Linked DNA regions of Mus musculus: all the other regions are linked to region 1. The links are chromatin contacts, called in public ChIA-PET, HiChIP or PLAC-seq and promoter capture Hi-C maps. All regions are on one chromosome and are shown on one strand. The core of a region is the stretch at or near the end of the contact, and the rest is flanking DNA. Distances in the headings are between cores, read along the strand shown. Region 1 holds the start of Pea15a (phosphoprotein enriched in astrocytes 15A). Region 2 holds the start of B4galt3 (UDP-Gal:betaGlcNAc beta 1,4-galactosyltransferase, polypeptide 3). Region 3 holds the start of Ufc1 (ubiquitin-fold modifier conjugating enzyme 1). Region 4 holds the start of Dedd (death effector domain-containing). Region 5 holds the start of Klhdc9 (kelch domain containing 9). Region 6 holds the start of Arhgap30 (Rho GTPase activating protein 30). Region 7 holds the start of F11r (F11 receptor).

What was found. Promoter capture Hi-C pulls out the DNA fragments that hold promoters and counts their contacts. ChIA-PET counts read pairs in DNA pulled down with a chosen protein or histone mark. HiChIP or PLAC-seq counts read pairs in DNA pulled down with a chosen protein or histone mark.
Region 2: a promoter capture Hi-C map of cranial neural crest shows a contact between it and region 1. The contact joins the promoter of B4galt3 here to the promoter of Pea15a in region 1. A contact is called at or near these places in 3 of 39 promoter capture datasets (cranial neural crest, liver and pre-B cells) and 1 of 115 datasets of contacts at active chromatin or transcription factors (memory CD8 T cells).
Region 3: a promoter capture Hi-C map of cranial neural crest shows a contact between it and region 1. The contact joins the promoter of Ufc1 here to the promoter of Pea15a in region 1. A contact is called at or near these places in 2 of 39 promoter capture datasets (cranial neural crest and neural stem cells) and 1 of 115 datasets of contacts at active chromatin or transcription factors (memory CD8 T cells).
Region 4: a contact with region 1 is called in a promoter capture Hi-C map of cranial neural crest. The contact joins the promoter of Dedd here to the promoter of Pea15a in region 1. A contact is called at or near these places in 4 of 39 promoter capture datasets (cranial neural crest, liver and pre-B cells), 1 of 484 Hi-C or Micro-C datasets (B cells) and 1 of 115 datasets of contacts at active chromatin or transcription factors (bone marrow-derived macrophages).
Region 5: an RNA polymerase II ChIA-PET map of memory CD8 T cells shows a contact between it and region 1, with 17 read pairs. The contact joins the promoter of Klhdc9 here to the promoter of Pea15a in region 1. A contact is called at or near these places in 2 of 39 promoter capture datasets (hippocampal neurons and pre-B cells) and 1 of 115 datasets of contacts at active chromatin or transcription factors (memory CD8 T cells).
Region 6: a contact with region 1 is called in an RNA polymerase II ChIA-PET map of memory CD8 T cells, with 101 read pairs. The contact joins the promoter of Arhgap30 here to the promoter of Pea15a in region 1. A contact is called at or near these places in 5 of 39 promoter capture datasets (cranial neural crest, hippocampal neurons, liver and 1 more) and 1 of 115 datasets of contacts at active chromatin or transcription factors (memory CD8 T cells).
Region 7: a contact with region 1 is called in a FOXA1 HiChIP or PLAC-seq map of pancreatic cancer cells. The contact joins the promoter of F11r here to the promoter of Pea15a in region 1. A contact is called at or near these places in 1 of 39 promoter capture datasets (liver) and 3 of 115 datasets of contacts at active chromatin or transcription factors (bone marrow-derived macrophages, memory CD8 T cells and pancreatic cancer cells).

The regions. Positions count from the first base shown.
Region 1 is chr1:172,205,495-172,208,190 of GRCm38.p6, reverse strand. Pea15a (phosphoprotein enriched in astrocytes 15A) reads left to right here and starts at 1,387. Exons shown (of 4, transcript NM_011063.3): 1 at 1,387-1,594. Gm17224 (a long non-coding RNA gene) reads right to left here and starts at 1,208. Exons shown (of 5, transcript XR_865735.3): 1 at 1-1,208.
Region 2 is chr1:171,268,934-171,271,629 of GRCm38.p6, reverse strand. It overlaps B4galt3 (UDP-Gal:betaGlcNAc beta 1,4-galactosyltransferase, polypeptide 3), which reads right to left and starts at 1,302. Exons shown (of 8, transcript NM_020579.2): 1 at 1,216-1,302; 2 at 257-427.
Region 3 is chr1:171,293,614-171,296,309 of GRCm38.p6, reverse strand. It overlaps Ufc1 (ubiquitin-fold modifier conjugating enzyme 1), which reads left to right and starts at 1,308. Exons shown (of 7, transcript NM_025388.3): 1 at 1,308-1,389; 2 at 1,483-1,676. The coding sequence starts at 1,554.
Region 4 is chr1:171,327,771-171,330,466 of GRCm38.p6, reverse strand. It overlaps Dedd (death effector domain-containing), which reads right to left and starts at 1,322. Exons shown (of 6, transcript NM_001128609.1): 1 at 941-1,322.
Region 5 is chr1:171,359,412-171,362,107 of GRCm38.p6, reverse strand. It overlaps Klhdc9 (kelch domain containing 9), which reads left to right and starts at 1,310. Exons shown (of 4, transcript NM_001033039.2): 1 at 1,310-1,973; 2 at 2,207-2,366; 3 at 2,455-2,653. The coding sequence starts at 1,447.
Region 6 is chr1:171,387,648-171,390,343 of GRCm38.p6, reverse strand. Arhgap30 (Rho GTPase activating protein 30) reads right to left here and starts at 1,384. Exons shown (of 12, transcript NM_001005508.2): 1 at 981-1,384. The coding sequence starts at 1,077. Nectin4 (nectin cell adhesion molecule 4) reads right to left here. Exons shown (of 9, transcript NM_027893.3): 9 at 2,057-2,696.
Region 7 is chr1:171,436,170-171,438,865 of GRCm38.p6, reverse strand. It overlaps F11r (F11 receptor), which reads right to left and starts at 1,305. Exons shown (of 10, transcript NM_172647.2): 1 at 1,165-1,305. The coding sequence starts at 1,225. Gm26641 (predicted gene, 26641) reads left to right here and starts at 1,544. Exons shown (of 2, transcript NR_151523.1): 1 at 1,544-1,624.

The sequences.
Region 1 (2,696 bases), core at 138-2,637:
TGGGTATTAGGTTACATCATAAAAATATTATGGGATTCACTTCATATAGATCAAAAGATACTAGACTACATGTCTTTGATTTTTTTTTTTTGCACCTATCTGGTACCAGTCCCTAAAAACTTTATTATTCCTGATTCTCAGAAGAACCCTATGAAGTGAGACTGGTATCCTCAACTTTATGGACTTAATTTGTCTATGGAAACAGAATAAGTATAAAGTCCACATTCTCTGTGTTTTGCTCTGCCTCATTTGTCTCATGTAAATGTGGTATGTCTATGCAAAAGTGTACAGTCACTCTGTGTCTCAAAGATGGGTCAACATGATAGATTCCGACCCTACAGCGACTCAGAAACAAAAGCAACTTCTGAGGGTATATTAGTTACCCTCAAAGGAGCAATGGGCAGCCATGTGGGGGGTGGGGGTGGGGCTGGGGGTAAGAGGAGCAAAGAGAAGAACTATATATGAAACCTAAGGCACAGGACCAGGACCTGCTCCTCCCAGAAGAAGGGGCTCATCTTAGGCTTCTGGAAGGGTCTCTGATCAGCTGGACCTGAAGGCAAAATGGGGTGTTCCTGGTGGTGTGCAAACATTGAAGCCGTTCTCAGGGTCAGGCACTTGCAGAGCTGAGCTGACGCCCCTCATGGAGGTAGGGTGAAAATCGGATGCTTCTCCAATTCTCCCTCCTCCCTCCTCCCTCTTTCAGCCCGGCTGAGTGAGCCTCTGGAGGAGGAAAGTCCCTGAGGTGTAGGGGAAGTGAGAATTATCACACTGGGCCTAGGCAGAAGGACAGAGCTAGGAGACAGCTAAGTGTGGCTTTGTTGTCTATATTTGCATGCTGAGCTCATGGCTTTTTTCCTCCAGAAAATAAAATTACATCATAGTGTGTGGGGGTGTGGGGGTGCGTGTGTGGGGGTATATTTGGGAAAGGCAGGAGGTGCTCAGGGGTCCAGCTGCTATTATACACAAGAGCTCATGGCCCCGGGCCAAGTAAAAGAGATTTCCCTGTTGCTGCCTGCCCCTGTCCCATTTTTATTCCTAGCGTGGATAAACTTGACCGTTTCCTACTGAGTCTCTGATCTATAAGGCTAGGAAATAGGATTTCTAAATACCAAAGCGAAGTAGCTAAGAGAACCCAGAGGCCATAGGTCTTCCAAATCCCCCAATCCAAATTGATCTGCCTTCCAGGGGTCCTGGCCATCGTGACCAACCAAAGGTCAGAGGGCAGGAAAGTGACCCATTAGGAAAAAAACGAGGATCTTCTCACAGTTTAAGGGGAAGAGTCCATATTCCATCCCAGTCCTGCCCCCATCCTAGGAGCCTTCCAGAACCCCAGTCCCCAGTCCCTGTCCCCTCCTGCTTCCCCTCCCCCTTTCCTCCCCGCTCCCCGCCCCCCGCCCCTCCCCGGCTCTGACATCACCGGCCAGTCGGGTGGGGTGAGGCGGTGCTGGGCTCAAGCTCTGCTCCACGGGCGGAAGAGGCGGCGGCGGCAGGATCGGCGGCAGCGGTGGCAGGAGCCAAGGAGCAGGCTCCAGACGCTGCTTAGGAACCGGGGACCCGGGAGTGCCCGCACCCTGAGCTCTCAGCTCCGGAGGCGGTGAGAGGGGCAGAGGGAAGATGTGTCGTGGGGAGGAGGTAGATTGGGGATCTGGGTTTGGAGGGTCACGATCCCGGACGCAGGGGACAAATAGGGGAGCTTGAGGATTCAGACAGGTCCACGGTGTCAGGCTCCATGGGGTCCTTCTCTGTCCATGCATCCAGAGACTGGAGAGTGTCACAGGCAGCGTGGCTTCATCCGCCCATTCCGTGCTGAACAGCAGTTTGGGAGTCCGACGGGGCCTGGGGATTAGGATGTAGCCTGCTTCCCGCCCAGCCGGCCGAGCCAGGCCAGCTCCCGCCCCTCCCTCCTCGCTTTAGCTTCGGACTCGCCTCTGCAGGCGTCCAGGCTCAGCTCAGCCCTGCTTCAGTTCCTCCGGCAGCAGGCAACTGGTCTGGGTACTCTCACACCCAGTTTACTGCATCTGAGGAGAGTGGGATTGGTGGAAGCTTGCCCAGAGGAAAGGGGCTGGGGATACATAGGAATGATGTAGCCAATATAAAGACACTAATTTTTAAAACAATCCTTGTCAAAACCGACAGGGACAGAAACACACCTTTAAGAAAAAAAAAAAGACAGCCAACCACACAGTGACACACACCCATGTGACTTACACACATCCTCTCATACAAACCAAATCACAACACCCCTGCACTAGGCATCCACCCACCCACCACAACCCGTTTGTTACCTCCCATGTGGAGTCTCCTTGACCAGCATCAGTCTTAACACGAATGTTCAGTAGTGGGTGGAAAGGACCACTGTCCACAAACACACCCAGATTTTACAGTTTTAGTGGGCAATACCTCAAGGACTGGTGAGCCTGTGCTCTTACCTGGGTGAGGGGCTTCTTGTGACCTTTGTTGCTGACTGCCAGTTTAGAGCATAGGGTACCTGGGAGTGGCTAGAGCCTGGACATCAATATGGCCAAAGGATGGAGGAAGGAGTAGAAGCCAGGGAGAGGGTGAAAAGAATGAGTCAGCCAAGGATGGAACCCAAGTCAGGGGGAGAGAGAATGAGAGGAATGTGTGAGAAGACAGGGAGAGCTGACCAGAGAGCCACAGAGAAAAGGAAAGAGGTGGCCAGAGGCACAGGAAGGGTG
Region 2 (2,696 bases), core at 53-2,552, 940 kb after region 1:
GGAAAAAAAAAAAAAAAAAAAAAAAAAAGACAGGCAGGGAACAAAGTCACAGAAAGGAACACTGGTGTGATCGATCAACAATGAATAACAATTAAAAAGAAAGGTAAGCAACTACCAGCAAGTTTCACCCACTTCTCCCAAAGCACTCGCAGCAGCTACTCTGTATCTTTACCCTCAAGAAGGCTTACATCATTCAAGTTCCAAGTACACTTCAGAAGTCCTTTCAGGCTTTCTGAGAGAAGAGACGCACACGTACCTGTGTTCACGCTGCCTTGTTCCGGATCGTGGGGGCTCCAGGAGGTCCCCGGGGAGCAGAGATATGAGGCATTATCTCAAATTGGAACTGTCACAGGGGCCAGAAAAAAAGCATTCCAACAGCCAATCTGGGACCAGCGGGAACCAGAAATGAGCAAGGATAACCAGTCACCTGTACAACAGAGTTCGGGAAGAAACAGCTTTGCCATCATGGGAAGTGAGGGAAAGTGATTGATTGGAAAGTGAAAGTTCCTAGGTTCTCAGGTTACCTGCAGCTGGGTTGTGTCAGGTCCGTAACTAACCCTCTATACTCCAACAAAACGAGCTGGTTTGGGCGTGGGGACAGGGAAATGAATGAAGGCACCAAACAACAGCAACCCCAACTATTAGAGAGGCAAGACATACGTAACGGGACTTTGGAGTGGCCAGAAAACAAAACAAAATAGGGAACAGGTTCTTTCTGTTCTTTAGGTACCGGGGAGCGCCTCCGCAGGTATAGGGTGCTTGGTCACTTGGGAGCCGCAGGCAACAGCTCTGGAGCGTGGCCCGGAGAAGGGTGGGGGTGGCGTCCTCTCCCCTTTCCACCTTTCTCTAGCATTAGTGGGGGTGGGGAGGAGCGTTCCAGGTGAAGGGACCAGAGCGGAAGGGCTGGGACAGGATCGGCCCAAGACCTGGGCCGGCTCACCTGGAAGGGCGTGGTCGGTCAGAGCCTTGCACGCGAAGGGAAGGGGATCAGAACCCCATTCTCCTCGAACACGCCCATTCCACCCCGGTCTCTTGCGCTTGCCCCTACTGTGCAATGTGAAAGCAACCGGCCCGCGTCCACATTTCCATCCGAGACCCTGTCCGTGCTCAATCTGATTTTTCAGCCTTGACTCAGAACTTCTTCTCTTCCCGCCCCCGACCTCCCCAACCTTTCTCCGAGGACTCTCTCTCTCCGTGGTCCCCAGCCCACCATACCTGGTCTGCTCCCCGTCGTCACCGCCACCCGGACAACCGGGCAGGTATCGCTGCAGCCATCTTGGAAGCGGGCGCTGGGGCGGGGCCTGACGTCACGGGGCGGAGCCTTGGGAGATTCAGGCGCAGAGGCCCCTCACCTCCAAGCTTGCCAGTCCTTAGTTGGTGGCCCGCACCGCGGAGGTGCACATGGGTGGTGCAGAGAAGTCTCAGGTCCCGGTGCTTCCTCTCGACTTCGCAGTCTCCTAACGGGGTTCCATCGCTCACCTCAGTTTTAAAAACCCAGCAGCTCAAAGCCCTTGTTTTTCAGTAAAGCTAAGAGACACTTTCTACGTTTCGGACTACCTCACCCAGGGATCAGCTGAGCCCTTACCCCAGTGTGTTAATGGCGTCCCCTGTAGTCTAGTGCTACTTAGTATCAAAGTTGTTCCTCACTAAAGCTACTGTAACACGCATTTTGTATCCCCATGGTATCTCACAGACCTTGAAATGGAAGTTAGCTAACAGTGAAACATACAACGTGGAGGGAAAGGCAGCATAGGCTCCGATGTAAATATGTTTTTCTAGATATTAGACTAAAATAGACCCTACAACGATATATTTAATCCTGTGGCTTACTCCAGCCCCTAGCTTACTGTTTCTTAGAAACAAATATTTATTGCTGAGGAAACAATAAGACCAATTACTTGGGGTGTCTGCCTCAAACAGAGCACCATCTCCTGCGGTGTACACCGGTGGCGCTGGGGCTGGGAGAGTGCGGAGGGGCTACACACAAACAATACAACGCAATGATCATAATGACCCAGAAAGGTCACCTCATTCATATATGTTGCGATCCCGGCAGGCTTTTCAGAAATAGTCATGTCTAATGGGAAACCTGAAAGACTTGTCTGCGGCATATCCCGCTTTAAAAATTGTTCTCATGAAAGTTATTTTACGCTGGGCAGTGATGGCGCACGCCCTTAATCCCAGCACTTGGGAGGCAGAAGCAGGTGGATTTCTGAGTTCGAGACCAGCCTGGTCTACAGAGTGAGTTTCAGGACAGCCAGGGCTACACAGAGAAACCCTGTCTTGAAAAAAAAAAAAAGAAAGAAAAAGAAAGAAAAAAGAAAAGAAATTTATTTTACAACACAGTATAGGTAGGTGACTTGCATTCCAATTCTGTCCTGTCTAGTAAATTATCACATGAAGAGAAAAAAAAAGTTTGTCTCGATGTCCTCCTTTGGTTTTATATTTCTCATCTGTAAATGTGTGTTCTGTAAAGCCAGTTCCTTCAGGAGTTAAACACTATAAACATATGTTCCTTTTTTATATTGCTAAAACTAATTCTTTACCAAACATTAGACACACTGTGCTGAGCCCTCTTCTTAACTAGATCGTATCTTTGGCCCTATCTTGGGCCTGCCTTAACAGTTTTTGCCAGAAAGAATCCTACCAAGCCAAACAAGCAAGTGTTGTACCACCAACCCCTTGATATTTGATCA
Region 3 (2,696 bases), core at 59-2,558, 910 kb after region 1:
AGCTCAAGATTTAAGCGCACTTGCTACTCTTGCAGAGGATCAGTCTTCAGTTCTCAGCACCCACATGGAAGTCATGTCTGTAACTCTGGTTCCAGGGCATCTGTTGCCCTTTACATGCCTCTACTGGCACTGCATGCACATGGTACCTTACATACATGCTGGTAAAACACTCACATGACATACAAATATATAAATTTAAATTGAAGTTGAAGGGGCACACATGCCACGGCATAGGTATGTAAGTCAGAGGACAGCATGTCTTGTTTTTCTTTCTTTCTTTCCTTCTTTCTCTTTTTTTGGGTAGGGGGTTGTTTTGGTTTTGAGGGGTTTTTTGTTTGTTTGTTTTTTGGGATTTTTTTGTTTTTGTTTTTGTTTTGAGACAGGGCTTCTCTGTGTAGCCCTAGCTGTTCTGGAACTCACTCTGTAGACCAGGCTGGCTCTCAAACTCAGAGATCTGCCAGCCCTCTGTCTCCTGAGGGCTGAGATTAAAGATGTGTGACACCACCATCTTGGAATTTGTTCTCTTTGTAGACTCAAACTCACCAAGGTTAAAACTCTAGAGTCCTCTGCCTCCCAAATGCTGGGATCGAAAGTGTGCAATCACAGCAGCTGTGGCATATGGAGTTTGTTCGTTTTAAATTGAGTTGCAGCAATCTTCTGATCTTGACCCCTAAGCTCTGGGATAACACATGTGGGCCACCAAGCTTATTGAGGTTTCTTGGTTTCAAACGAATTTAGAAATTACCCAACCAGCACTTGGGAGACAGAGGCAGGCAGATCTGTGAGTCGGAGGCCAGCCTGGTCTAATAAAAAAACAACAAATTACCAGATGACTTGCCATAGGCTTAGAATAGGCATTCAGTGACTGTTAGTCATTTGGGTGAATTCATCTAAGAAGAAATCGTTTCTATATACTTAATATATAGCACACAAAAGATATTCAGTAACTCTTTGGAAAAAAAAGTTTTATCTTTAGGATGGTTTTAAAACCTAAACAGATTAATTTTGAAGTAAGCAATAGCTCCGGGCCATTTTGTATGTGTTAGAGGCAAGTCTGTGGTATATAGGACCCAATGTCCTTTAAAAAACAAACAAGCTTACATACTTCCTAATTCAGTTGTGTTAATTATTCAGGACAGGGATGGAAAGTAAGGAAGTCACTCTGGAGAACAAAGACGTTAAATTGCGCATCTTAGGAGATAGGACTTTGAAGACAGTCTAGAAAAACCTGAAATTCAAACAACTTTGCTGGTTTGGGAAGGTCTTGAGTTTTTCCCAAGATTGCTTCTGAGCATGAACGGAAGTCGTTCTCTGAGCAGGCTCCGGTGATTTAATGATAGGTGGACAGAGTAGCCCGCCTCCATTCTGTTCTTCCGGACGCTCACACCCGTAGGTCAATTTTATTTCCTTACAATAAATAAATAAAAATCGAATGCATTCAGGGTCCGCTTTAAAGCCATCCAACGCCTCCTCTTCCCACAGTAAAGATGGCGACGCCGTGAGTAAGTGACAAGCAACTGCACTTCCGCAGTTTTCCTGCTCCCTGGTCCAAGATGGCGGACGAGGCCACTCGGCGGGTCGTGTCTGAGATCCCGGTGCTGAAGACCAACGCCGGACCCCGAGATCGGGAATTGTGGGTGCAGCGACTAAAGGAGGAATATCAGTCCCTGATCCGGGTCAGTTTTACTCCTGTGCTTGACCGCGTAGCAGAGGGGTGGCGAGTAACCAGGTGTCCCCGGGAATTGGCTCCGGGTGGAAGCCGCTTCCGGTTTTAAAGTTTAAATTCTAAATTCATATAAATGCGATTGTTTGGGGGGCTGGGGGCGTTACGGGTGGCCGGAGGGAGGATGCAGAAGAGATTCCGGCTAGGAGCACAGTAGGGCTAGACTTTGAAGGAAAAAACAGCAGTATTCCGGGAAGGTGACGTGTCCCTCTCGCACCAGGTGCTTGCTCTGCTGGCTGTGGTAGGGGGTCAAAGTACTTCTTAGCGCCTGAAGAAGTGTCTGTGCATCACTGCTCTTTCATTCTTCATGATGAAATGGATGGAATTAATGTCAGGACTGAAAACCTAAAGTGTTTAGAGGTAGAGAGAGAGATGTTTTTAGTTATAAATTAGCCATCCTTTCAGCTAATTCCTGTTATGGGAAGAGAAAGATTGCCCTCCTTTTGGTGCTTTCTATCTGCTTCAAAACCCAGTAGATCGCTTGCAGTATATGTGGCCTCACTGAGAAACTGGCGAGTGCTTGCGTAGCATGCAAGATGTCCTTGGGTTCCATCTCTGGCACCTCATAAATTGATGAGGCTCATATGTTCTCTGTACCCAGGATGTGGAGCCAGGATTGGAAGCTCGGGTCGTTTTTTAGACTGCATAATGAATTCAAAGCCAGTCTGGACTATAGGAGACCCTGCCTCAAACCACAACAATAAAACATATTATTGTGTTACTAGTATCTATTGAGAGTATATAAAACCGAATAAGAATGGCCCTACTGAGGTTGACAGAAACAGTATTAAACTGTGTTTAAGTGGAGAGACAGAGACATAACTAGGGTATTTTGAGAACATGGGGAGGAAGGAGTAAGGTGTAGCGAGGATTCTGGAATTTTGGTTTCTTTAAAACAGAAGCATAAGAATATGTTTTTGTTTTAATCCCAGGTGTGGGGATGTGGCACAGGTTCAAAGCAGCTGACTATGAT
Region 4 (2,696 bases), core at 73-2,572, 880 kb after region 1:
TTTACTAATCTCCCTATTTGTAACCAGGAAAAACAAGGAAGCAAGCGGGTGTTTTGGAAAGCAAATCCGGTTGAACCCTCATTCAACCCCAATTCTCCAAACCCACATGACCATTCCTTTCTGCCCTTCCCACCCTATTAAAAGCTAAGCGCCTGGCAATTAAAATTGGCTGCAACTGATACTGCTTAACTCTGCTGCCCTTCCACAGGGGGGAAAGGGAAACCCCCAAACCCTCTATCACCCGTGCAGCTCCACTGCCCTATCTTCCCCCCTTCCTTTCAAACTTTCCTCCGGGTCTCTCACTTTCTACGTTACCCCGGCACATCGCCACTCTCTCCATCCGCCAAGCCCCGCTTCTCTTCTCCTCTTCCACCCCAATTCTCCCCTTAGGCCCTTCCGCTTCCAATTTGAACACTTTGAAAAACCTCCCTCCGGCACACGTCTCAAGTCCAATCCAACCCCCCCCCCCAACCCCCGCCACCTCCCACGTCCTCACCACGGCGCTCACGGGAGTCCAGCCCTCCCTGCAGCCACATGCCACCAGCCCCCGTCCCCTCCACACCCTCAACCTCTCCCTCCGGCTCCTACCCCTTCCCCAGCGCTGGCTCGCAGCCCCGCTCCCCACCTCGGCCTCTTTACTGCCCCTGGCCTGGGCCAGCCTGGGCCCTTGTTTACGCCCCTCCCCAGGCTCGCACTCCTGCGCCCCGACCCCTGCCCTCTCCCACAGTTGCCATCTCCCCTGCACGCCCCCCTCGGCCGCTCCCCTTCCCCCACCTCGCAGCGTCCCGTCACCTCCCTCTCCGGAGGTTCTCCGGGCTGGACGTCGCCACCGCCTCCCCCTTCCACTTTCCTTCCCCAAGCCCTTGGCGGCCCCGCCCGGCCCCGCCCCGTCCCACTCGACTCCCCCTCCCCACGCCGGCCGGCCGCCCCGCCGCCTCACTCTCGGCTCAGCCTCGGCGCCGCCATGTTGGATCCATCCGCGCCGCTCTCCGGGGCCTGCGCCTCACGGAGCCGCATCCGGGCTCCAGCCGCCGCCGCCTCCGCCGCCGCCGCCGCCGCCGCGGGCGTGGGGGAGGGGAGGGCCGGGCGGGGGTGGCTGCATCCTGCACAGCGCCTCCCGGAACCTGGCCGGTTAGTGTCGGCTTCGAGACCATAACGAGGCATGAGCGGAGGAGCCATACTAGGTGAGGGCAGCCTGGCAGCGGCATTAAGCGGGGAGTGGGTAGCTTCACGTCGGCAAGAGAGGCTGGAGACTGGCAGCCATCTTGCTTAGGGGCAAGCTGGCAACGCAGGGTTCTCCTAACGGCGGCGGCGGGGAGGTTCTAAGAAGCGGAGAGAGAACGTATTTGAAGGTGGAAGCCTTGGTGGCGCCCGAGCTGGCTGGTATCGGGCTCGAAGGCCCTCGGGAGAGAGGGGCTGGCAGCCATGATACGTAAGGGCGGAATCGGCCGGGGGTCGGACTGCCCGGTGAACTGAGGTGAAAGGTCACGATCTGGAGTTCACCTTTGCCTTGAACTTCCTGTCACTCTGACGTTCTGAAACCCGAACCTCGCAGCCGCGCTTCTCACCCTCTCTCGGAATTCATCCCTTCAGTGTTTTCCTTTTGAGCTCCCATTTTCCTATGGAAAAGTCGCCTCAGCTGACGGGTGAAGGACGGCTGAGAATTGAATTGGGGGTGGGATGGGCTCGAGTATGTTCTGGAGCTGCCGAGAGCCTGCTGTGGCTAAAGGAAGAGGTAATACAAAGGGCTTTGAGATAGGGAGCTATGACTCAAGACCTTGCAAATTTATTTTATCCTAAGGGCAGTCGAAGAGGCTTTGAAGGGTCTAAACAGAGGTGTGAACAGTTAGTTATATTTGTATTGTAGAGAGATCACAGCTTGCCAGCTCTGGGCATGTTAGTGCCAGCCTGAAGCCTGAGGCAGGAGGATTACTTGAGCCCTGGAGATGGAGACCAATTTGGACTTAATTTAAGCGAAGAAGACCGCAAGGATGTTAGAGCACTGTAGAAGAATGCGTTCTTAGCACGGTTAGGCCTGACGTTCGGTCCCTGGGGAGTGGAGCTGGGTAGGGAGAGAGATCAATTATGAAGCTAAAGAAGAGACAGTGGCGATGTGTAGGTAGGAAGGCATGTGTTGGATAAGGAAATATGAGTGTCCTGACTTGAATAACTGGGTTACGTTATTTTTAGTTTCAAGAGATCTGCGGGATATCTTTTAGGCAAGTATATATGAATTAGTGTGGTTTGAAACCAAGAAAGTTGAAAGTGTGCTTGCGCATGTCTGGATATTCTTGGAGCCATAAGAGAGAAAAATGGCCTAAAGAGGAGGATGTGTGCATTCGAGGAGTGAGATGAGGGAAGGAAGCAGAAAATAGGACAGCGAGGAGGCACAGACAGGAAGCCAGACAGAGAAAAGTATCAAGGAAACTTGTTACAAGTATCAAGAGTAAGCGATTAGGTAAGATGTGGACTAAAATGTGTGGTTCGGAATGTGGAAGAAATGAAGGTCACTAGGTAAACTTGGAGAAAGTTGTTACATAGAGGTATAGGGTAACAACCAGATCCAAGTGGAAAGATACAATGTGTAAAAAGTTTTGTGGCTACTCACACTAAGGTTTGTAATCCCAGTTTTCAAGAAGCGGGAGGATGGGATTTGAGGCAAAACTGGACCTATTTAATGAGCAACAGACCAGCCA
Region 5 (2,696 bases), core at 61-2,560, 850 kb after region 1:
TGCTCTTAACCACTGAACCTTCTCTCCAGCCCCCAGGCTCAATTCTTTACTCCATGTGTGCACACCCTCCCCACGTAGTTCTCTCTCAAGATCTAATTGGGACCAGGAGGGAAAAGGCCCAGTGTGAGCCTGCGCCTCAGAATCACGTGATCATTCCCACTGAAACCTTGGACATTATCCGTGGTCTGGTTGGGAGCAAGTTCATGTTTAGAAACCAAAGGCCCAAGTGACAGCCATCCTTCCCACTCAAAGCCCAGCCTGGGGGACAAAGATCCTATTTCGGCTCCACCCCAGCTGGAGCGACAAGTAGAAATCTGCATTTCCTCCTACAGCAGAAACCAGTCAGCCTGCCTTGATCCCAGTCAGCCTGCCTTGATCCGAGCCTCTTCGTTCTGCATTGAGTCCTGCGAGGGCAGAGTTAGGCCTTCAGTAACCCAGCTTGACTAAAAGGAAGAGAGCAGGGAGGGGCAGGAGTCCGTGTCTCTCTCCTCCCCATCTCACCCCCACCCACCTTCTAAGGTTGGGCAGCTTCTGCCCAGGATCTTATCAGGGGAAACTCCCTGCCCTTAATCCTGAGTTCCACGGTGCCTCCATTTAATGTGTTATATTATTCTAATGAGTCAAGATGAAATAATTATTCATCCTAGGACTAAGTAGTGAAAAACTGTCCAAGATATGCCTAACCTATTTTTCCTCTCCCACTTCATCCACCCTAACTCATCTCTTTCTCCCTTGTCCCTTCTTAGCACCTTTCTCTCCTGTCGCTTCTCTCACTGAGACTGGACTCTACTGCCCTCCAGTGGCTAGAGCAGAGAGAACTCTCCCATCCATTCAGCACCTTCAAGAATTTTTATCACAAACAACCCATTTTATAAATAGGATCGCGGAATAAGTCTACTCAAGTCTCTGAATCCCAAGCAACGTAGTCCAAGTTCAACCTTTGATTTCTGACTTGTTTCCTTCCTACCTCATCCCTAGAGAAGATTCCAAGTTGGAAACCGTGCAGCAAAAAATAAAGAAAAAGACACGGCCTCCACGCATCCTACCACCAACACCTTCCTCAAACGTCATAATTACAGGCTAGTTAGCGGCTATTGGGTTCGTCTAACGAACTGCCGGTTTCTAGCCTTTCGGAGCCCAAATCCTTTAGGATATTTACTGGCTTCCCCACATCTCGTTCCCCTGACGACATCACTGTAAGATCGCGGTAGCTTAACCAGGTCTCTTGTTTCCAAGGTAACAGGCGCTTTGCGACCTTCAGTTTGCAGCGGTCGCACTGTAGTCCCTGCAGTGGTTGCTGGGCGACGGCGGTGGAGAGAAGGGGTGGTTTGGGTGAAGACCTGTGCTGTTATTGGAGGGGAAGCTAGTCTATGCTTGGAAGTGCTGGGCCCTTCGTGAAGGAGTGCGACCCGAAGTGACCGAGCTGCTCTCCCCTTCCCTTGGCCCATGGCTGGGGTGCAGACCCTCGGTCGAGCAAGAGGCTCAACCTGGACCTGGAGGCCAGTGGCGCGAGACGTGCTTCTGGCTCGTGCCTTCCATTCATGCACGGAACTGGAAGGACGGTTCTATCTGGTAGGGGGTCTCCTAGAAGGTGGTGCAAGAGTGCCCAGCAACGACACTGTGATCTTTGACCCAGCTGTAGGCCAAGCGGTGCGACTGGTAGCCCGAGGTAGTCCCCTTCGCAGCCACCACGACGCGGCACTGGTGGGAGGTCGTTGGCTCTGCGTGGTGGGTGGCTGGGACGGGTCACGTCGCTTATCCACGGTGGCCGCGCTGGACACGGAGAGAGAGGTGTGGGAAGCATGGGCTGCGAACCCTGGCAACTGCCCTCCTGCTGGCCTCAGCAGCCACACCTGCACTCGCCTCTCAGACGGGGAGCTGCGAGTGTCTGGCAGAGAGGGTGGTACCCACACTCAGCGACGCTACGGAAGCATCTACACGTTAAAGTTGGACCACAGGACCCGAACTTATTGGTACTGCAACTTTGCCCCCAAACGTTCGTTTGTTTTCTCTATATTCTAGAAAAAACAAAACCTAAATAAACTTATTGGTAGTCTATCCATAGCACCTTCTGTCTTGGAATCCAAGATTGCTTAACTCTATCTGCCCCAAGCCTGATTTTCTTTTTCACTAGAGCTCTCTGGCAAAGAACACTTGAATCTTTTCAGAAAACCAAACTCAGGCCCGATTTTCTGTGTACCAACAGCTACAAAGAAGAAGGCTGCCACACAACCTCACGATCAGGCCACTGTGCTGCCCTGCTGCCAACTGCTGGGCCGCACCCGGGTCATCAGCTTTTGCTCTTTGGGGGCTGCAACTCAGTTGGACCGGAGGTAGCAGGGCAATGGAGCCCTGGGAAAATCAAGGTATTAGCTACTCACATAAAGTAGAAAAGGACTAAAACTTCAATAAGCAAACCCTTCAGACAACCCCTTCTTGTTTTTCTCGCCCAAGGAGGAACAACCAGTTGCCCCTCATTTGAGGGAACAGCTTGCAAGGCTTGTGAGCAGTGGGCAGGGACTGCAGCAAGGACCCCAGAGCCTGCGCCATCATTCCTGTTCAGTGGTGGGACCCTTCGCTGTACTATTTGGCGGAGAAACTCTGACCAGAGCTAGAGATACGATCTGCAATGATCTCTACATCTACGATACCCGTGAGCGCCAAGCTATCATTTGAAAGGGAGGAGAAAAAGACAC
Region 6 (2,696 bases), core at 135-2,634, 820 kb after region 1:
GGGCCAAGAGCAGGAAATGAGCTGGGAACCACCACCACCCTCCCTTCACTGCAGGCAACCAGAGAAGGGGGACAAAGAGGAAATGACAGATTGGGGTGGGGTGGAGTGGAGGGGGGCAGAATTGTGCCCCCTTTTTTTGTTAAGTTGCTCTGCGTGCTGAAAACAAGCTGGGCAGTGTAGTCGGGTCGGCACTGATCAATTTCAGAACAAATTAAGGCCTGGTTCTGAGTGGTGACTGCATGTCCTACACAGTGATGAGCTCCCAGGCCCACTGCAGAGGGAGCTCCAGACTGGGTGCACACCCCTCTTTATTGTAGTTTCCACTCCCCACTTCAAACCAGGGCTGAAGCAGTCTGGTTCACTTTTCCCGCATTCCCGGTGCAGTCTACCATCAACGGGTTTCTTCTTTGCAAGCAATTTAAAGAAGAGTGTCACTCCTCCCTGCTGCCCCCACTCCTGTGGCCCAGCAAAGGTGCAGAAGGGCTAGGTCCTTGTCCCTTGGTGCTGTTCTCCAGTTAGAATGCCTTCCTCTCCCCTCCGCAAGTTCTATCCTCAGACTCGCTGGGCCCTTTCTTACCTGTATCTCCACTTAGTGTTCCACCAACTATCCCTTCAGCCATTCTTCTGGCATCCGACCTCCATTCCCTCCACCCTGTCCCCAGTCTCCATTCTCTCATCTGATTCATCCACCTCTCCAGATTTTCCAAATCTCATCCCCCACCCCACCCCGGGACACATTCCCTCGGCATTCCCATCCTCGAGTTCTCAGCTACCCGGTCCCTAACTACCGCAGAAGGGCACCTCTCCATCTTCTTCTCTGAGCCACATTTCCTGTCTTGCCTTTGCCTAGATCTCAGGTGTGGTGATCCTGGGCCACTGCCCGTTCCCTAAGAGCTCATTCTGCCCAACGGAGAAGACAAGGTTGGCGTCTGCATGGCAATCCAGCCACCCAGCTGCCCCGTTCCAATTGACCTCCTTACCTTCCTGGCCCGAGTGCTGTAGATGCTCACGTAGGTCACACCCAAACACCCGTTCCTTAGAGCTGCCCTTCTTCTTTCCTTTCTGCCGAGACTTCATGACCAGGGCCCCCCGGGATCTCTGTCCCCCAAGACCTTTGACCTACCAGTCCCCCATGGAATCCCAGTCAGTAGTTGGGCTTGGCCCAGCCCCAGGGGGGGCAGGGCTCCAAACTGGAGGTGGAGGGTGGCCTGGGCAAGGGACAGCAGCGCTTGCCTCTGGGGGGCCCCTGGGGCCACACGGAAGTAGATATGGAAGAGGAAGCTACCAGAACCCTGGCATGAAGCTGTGTCTCGTGGCCAAGCTGAGCGCTAGCCCTTCTCGTCCTGTGCAGCTCGAGGGGGAGCAGGAAGCTGTGCAGCTCCTCAAACCCGCTTCCTGTTAGAGCATCTTTGCAACCACAGGCCTCGGGTGGGGGAGGTAGCTGGCATTCACATCCTCATCATTGCTGGGACTCCATTCATTGGTCACAGCAGAAGGTGATGTCAGAATCTCGGGGTGGAGTAAGGGTGCCTGGGGTGTGAGCAGGTGGCTGCCATTTCTAGAGACCGAAATCTCTAGGTGGGACAGAGACCCGAGGCTTTGCCTGTGAGCACGGCAGGAAAGGACCACGAAGAACATACCCAGGGTGGGGGATTCTTTGATGACCCTGCCATCTTGGTCAGGTCACATTACTTCACTGAGCCTCCAGTCGCTGTACATTTGAAAATGAGGACACAGACCAGGTGACTTTGAGTTTCAGTTTCTTTGTCTGTCAAAGGGTACACGGCTGACCACCCCACACAGCTGCTGGAAGTTTCCAGTACAGTCAGATTAGAACCACTTTAGAAACTAAGGCACTGGCTTCCCCAAAAGGAGGTTATGTCCACACGGCCCTACCTGAGGGCTCTCAGAAATGGTTACAATGTCTTTTGAAAGCCACTTGCTCCTTTCTTAGCTGTATCTGGGCCCTTTCCCTGGGAGGGAATCACATAGAGACTCAGTCCATAGCACTTGTGACTTACCCAGTTCAAGGGGCAAGACAGGAATCAGACAAAAAAAGGTTTTATCTGTTTATTTAAAAACAGAATATCATTTTATGTACAAATATACATATATTTACATGAAATATACATACTAAGACCCCAGATCCTTGGGGTCCATAAGTCCTGGGCTGCTTGGGAATGAAATGAGAGTTTCTCCTTTAGACCAGCAGATTTCAGGCCACACAAGGGTTGGATACTAAATCCCAGTATTCTGACTGCGTAAGTTTGGGCAGGCTAAAGAAAAACAAACATCTTACCCCAGGCTCCACACATACAAAGTGCCAGAGAGCCCCGGATTAATGACTCAGAAACCCCTGGGGAAGGGCCTGTTCTCACCCTCACCCACAACACCCCTTTCTCTTCACCTGAACTTCCACCTTCCCCGCGACCTACCCTCTGCCCTCAACACAACTGAACCAGGAGTCCTTGACAACAAGTCCCAACGCCGTGAAGGTACAAACCACTGTAGACACAGCGAGGACAAGATTCGAGGGGCCATGGGAGCCAAGCCCCCCCATCCCTAGTCTCTTATCCAGTGTTCAGACCTCATACCCCAGGTTCCAGACTCCTCCAGCTGTCAGCCCCCTCCCCAGAACCTCTGTGGGTGAAGGCATCCTAGGAAGAGAACTTTCCAGAACCACAGGCACTAATCCC
Region 7 (2,696 bases), core at 56-2,555, 770 kb after region 1:
CTTAGTCTTATGATTGTTCTCCAAAAAGGTTACCAAAACGAACTGCCTTTAGAAGACAGCGATACTGACTGTAATGGTTTATTTCCTTTATCCTCTCTAAAATACTAACCGTGAAGGGAAACAGATTCATACGGAACACATTCCAACAACAGGAGTGTGTGACACTCAGGAACCAGACATAGCACACCCAAGTCCCTGGGTTTGGTCCTCGGCTCCGAAGGGTGGTGGCGGCAGGGAAAGGAGACAGATAAATATACAGGTGCTGACACACACTGACCAAGGGAACAAACCAACCTACCTCACACTCAACCTCATACAAACACACCTCGAGATAGTCATGCCCCAGCATGCGAGCCTGGCTGTTTCTCAGGAAAAGGAGTCGACAAAGAAACAAAAAAACTCTCATTCCGGGCAAGGGGGAGGGCAGAGTTCTGGCTCTAAGGAGATCCAGCCAACCAATAGACCTACTCTTGCCCCAGGGAATCCTTACTCCGTCAACAACCTTAATTAACGACTCTTTGCTACCTAGTCAAGAAAGGAATTCTGAATCTGAGAAATTTTAGAGAATTCATTTCTTCTTCAGACGCCGAACCTCGGCATTAATCCCAGAAGGTCTACTACTTAACAAGAGGAAGAAACCCTTCTACAAAAGCCAGGAAAAGAAATCTTCCCTACCCAGCCCACCCCCCTCCTCATTACATTTCCTTCTAGGGCACTTGAGCCAAGGGAGTCCGGGTGAGAGGCTCAAGGTTTCTCTGAGATCTCCGAGAATGTCGGAAGGGCAGGATAGACCTTCCCAGACGTATACTATGGAGAAGAACGGCTAGCGAAATAGTTGGGTTTGGGGAGGGTCCTCGGGTCGTTAGGGGAGACCCAGAACCATGGACCCTCCCGGGTTATTTTTGGTGCTTCCGCAGAGAGGGTACTCCCGGCACCGAGTGGGAGGTAGGGTCACAGATCACCGGCTTGGGCGAAGGGAGCCAGCCAGTCTCCCGGTGGGGGAGGGGAACGGAGAGTGACCAGACCCGGGCGGAAAAGTGGACTCCCAGGGCGAGGCAGGCAGGCAGGTTTCTGGACTCCTCCCTTCCCGTCGGCGCGTGGGGATCGTCCTCTTCCAGCCTCTCCCCGGACCCACCTAATCCTCCAAAAACTCTAGGAACTCACCCAGGATCATAGACGTGAAGAGAAACAACAGTTTCCTCCCGGCTTTCCCCTCGGTGCCCATTACAGTTACAATCCCGACGCGACGGGCACAGCAACTCCAATGGGAACAGCCTCGCGATCCACTGCCCTGGGCTGGACTCTAGCAGCCAGGTTAAGCCCGGCCCGCCTTTCTCTCCACGCCCGGTGGGCGGCGCCCGGCTTCCCCGCGTTCCGATTGGTGAAAAGAGAGGGAGCTCCGATGAGTGACTCACCGTACGCAGGTGCAACCCCGAACTTTCCTCCTTCTTGAGTCCGATTGGTGGCTTTCACCTCTAGAGACCTCTGGTTGGCCCAGGAGACTGTCGCTTAAAGAAACCAAGGCCTCCTCTTCGGCAGGTAAGGGCATCCCAATTGGGCAGCAAGGCATGCAGATAGAGCCTTTCGGACTGCCAGGCCCTCGATAGTCATCTCTAAAGAGAAGGTGAGTAAGGTCACTGCCTGTGAGATGCAGGAATGTGCTTGGTTGATTTCTCTTCCATTACTTTTCAATTGCTTGATGGTGCAGAATCTTTGGTCCCCTCCCCCTTGGTAAGTGAAAAACACAAATTAATATAGGAAGGTGTAGGGAGAGGGTTGAGACAAGAGAGACATCTTGACTATCCCAAACTGGGTTGCTCTCAAAAAGAAACCTACATAGACGGATACAGGAAGCATCCAGATAATAAAAGCTGACCCATACTTCTTGGGAGGACTGGGAATATGTCTTTTATACATACACATAGGATCTATGTCAGCAGCTCCTTTGCTGGGCCTTACATTTGGATTAGCTTTTGTTTTCTAGACCAGGGCTAGCTATGTCGCTGAGGCTGGCCTCAAACTGTGGATCTTCCTATAAAAATGGCTATGCCAAGAGGTATGTAAGTACAGAAAGATTGGGGGCTCAGCCTTAGGTATCTAATAAGCCGTAGACCAGCCTGGGATTCATGAGACCCTTTCTCAGAGGAAGGGAAGGGGGTGGGAGGGGAGGAGGAGAAGGATAGAAAGGGGGAAAAAACCCAACCTAGTGTTTATGCTTGTAATCCCAGGACTGTAAAAGACAGGGACAGCAGGATTAGGAGTTTAAGGCTATCCTTGACAAGGTAGCAAATCAGAGAATAGCCTAAGCTACAAGAGACCCCATTTCAAAAATAAAACAGGCTGGAGAGATGACTTAGCAGTTAAGAGTGCATGCTACACTGGGCTTGGTAGCCCATGCTTTTAATCCCGGCACTGGGGAGGCAGAAGCAGGTAGATCTTTGTGAGTTCAAGACCAGCCTGATCTACATTGTGAGTTCCAGGACAGCCAGAGATGCAGTGTGAGACCCTGTCTCAAAAAACCACCACCAACAGCAACAACAATCAGCAAGTTTACCAAGCATCTCCTGGATGAGACTGGAAAGTATAAATAAATTAAAACAACATTTCTGACTTCAAGGTTGGCAGTTAAAATAAACAGGACAGTGTGTAACCAAGAAAGAAACTTTGTACTACTAAACTGAAACAAATATTTGGGT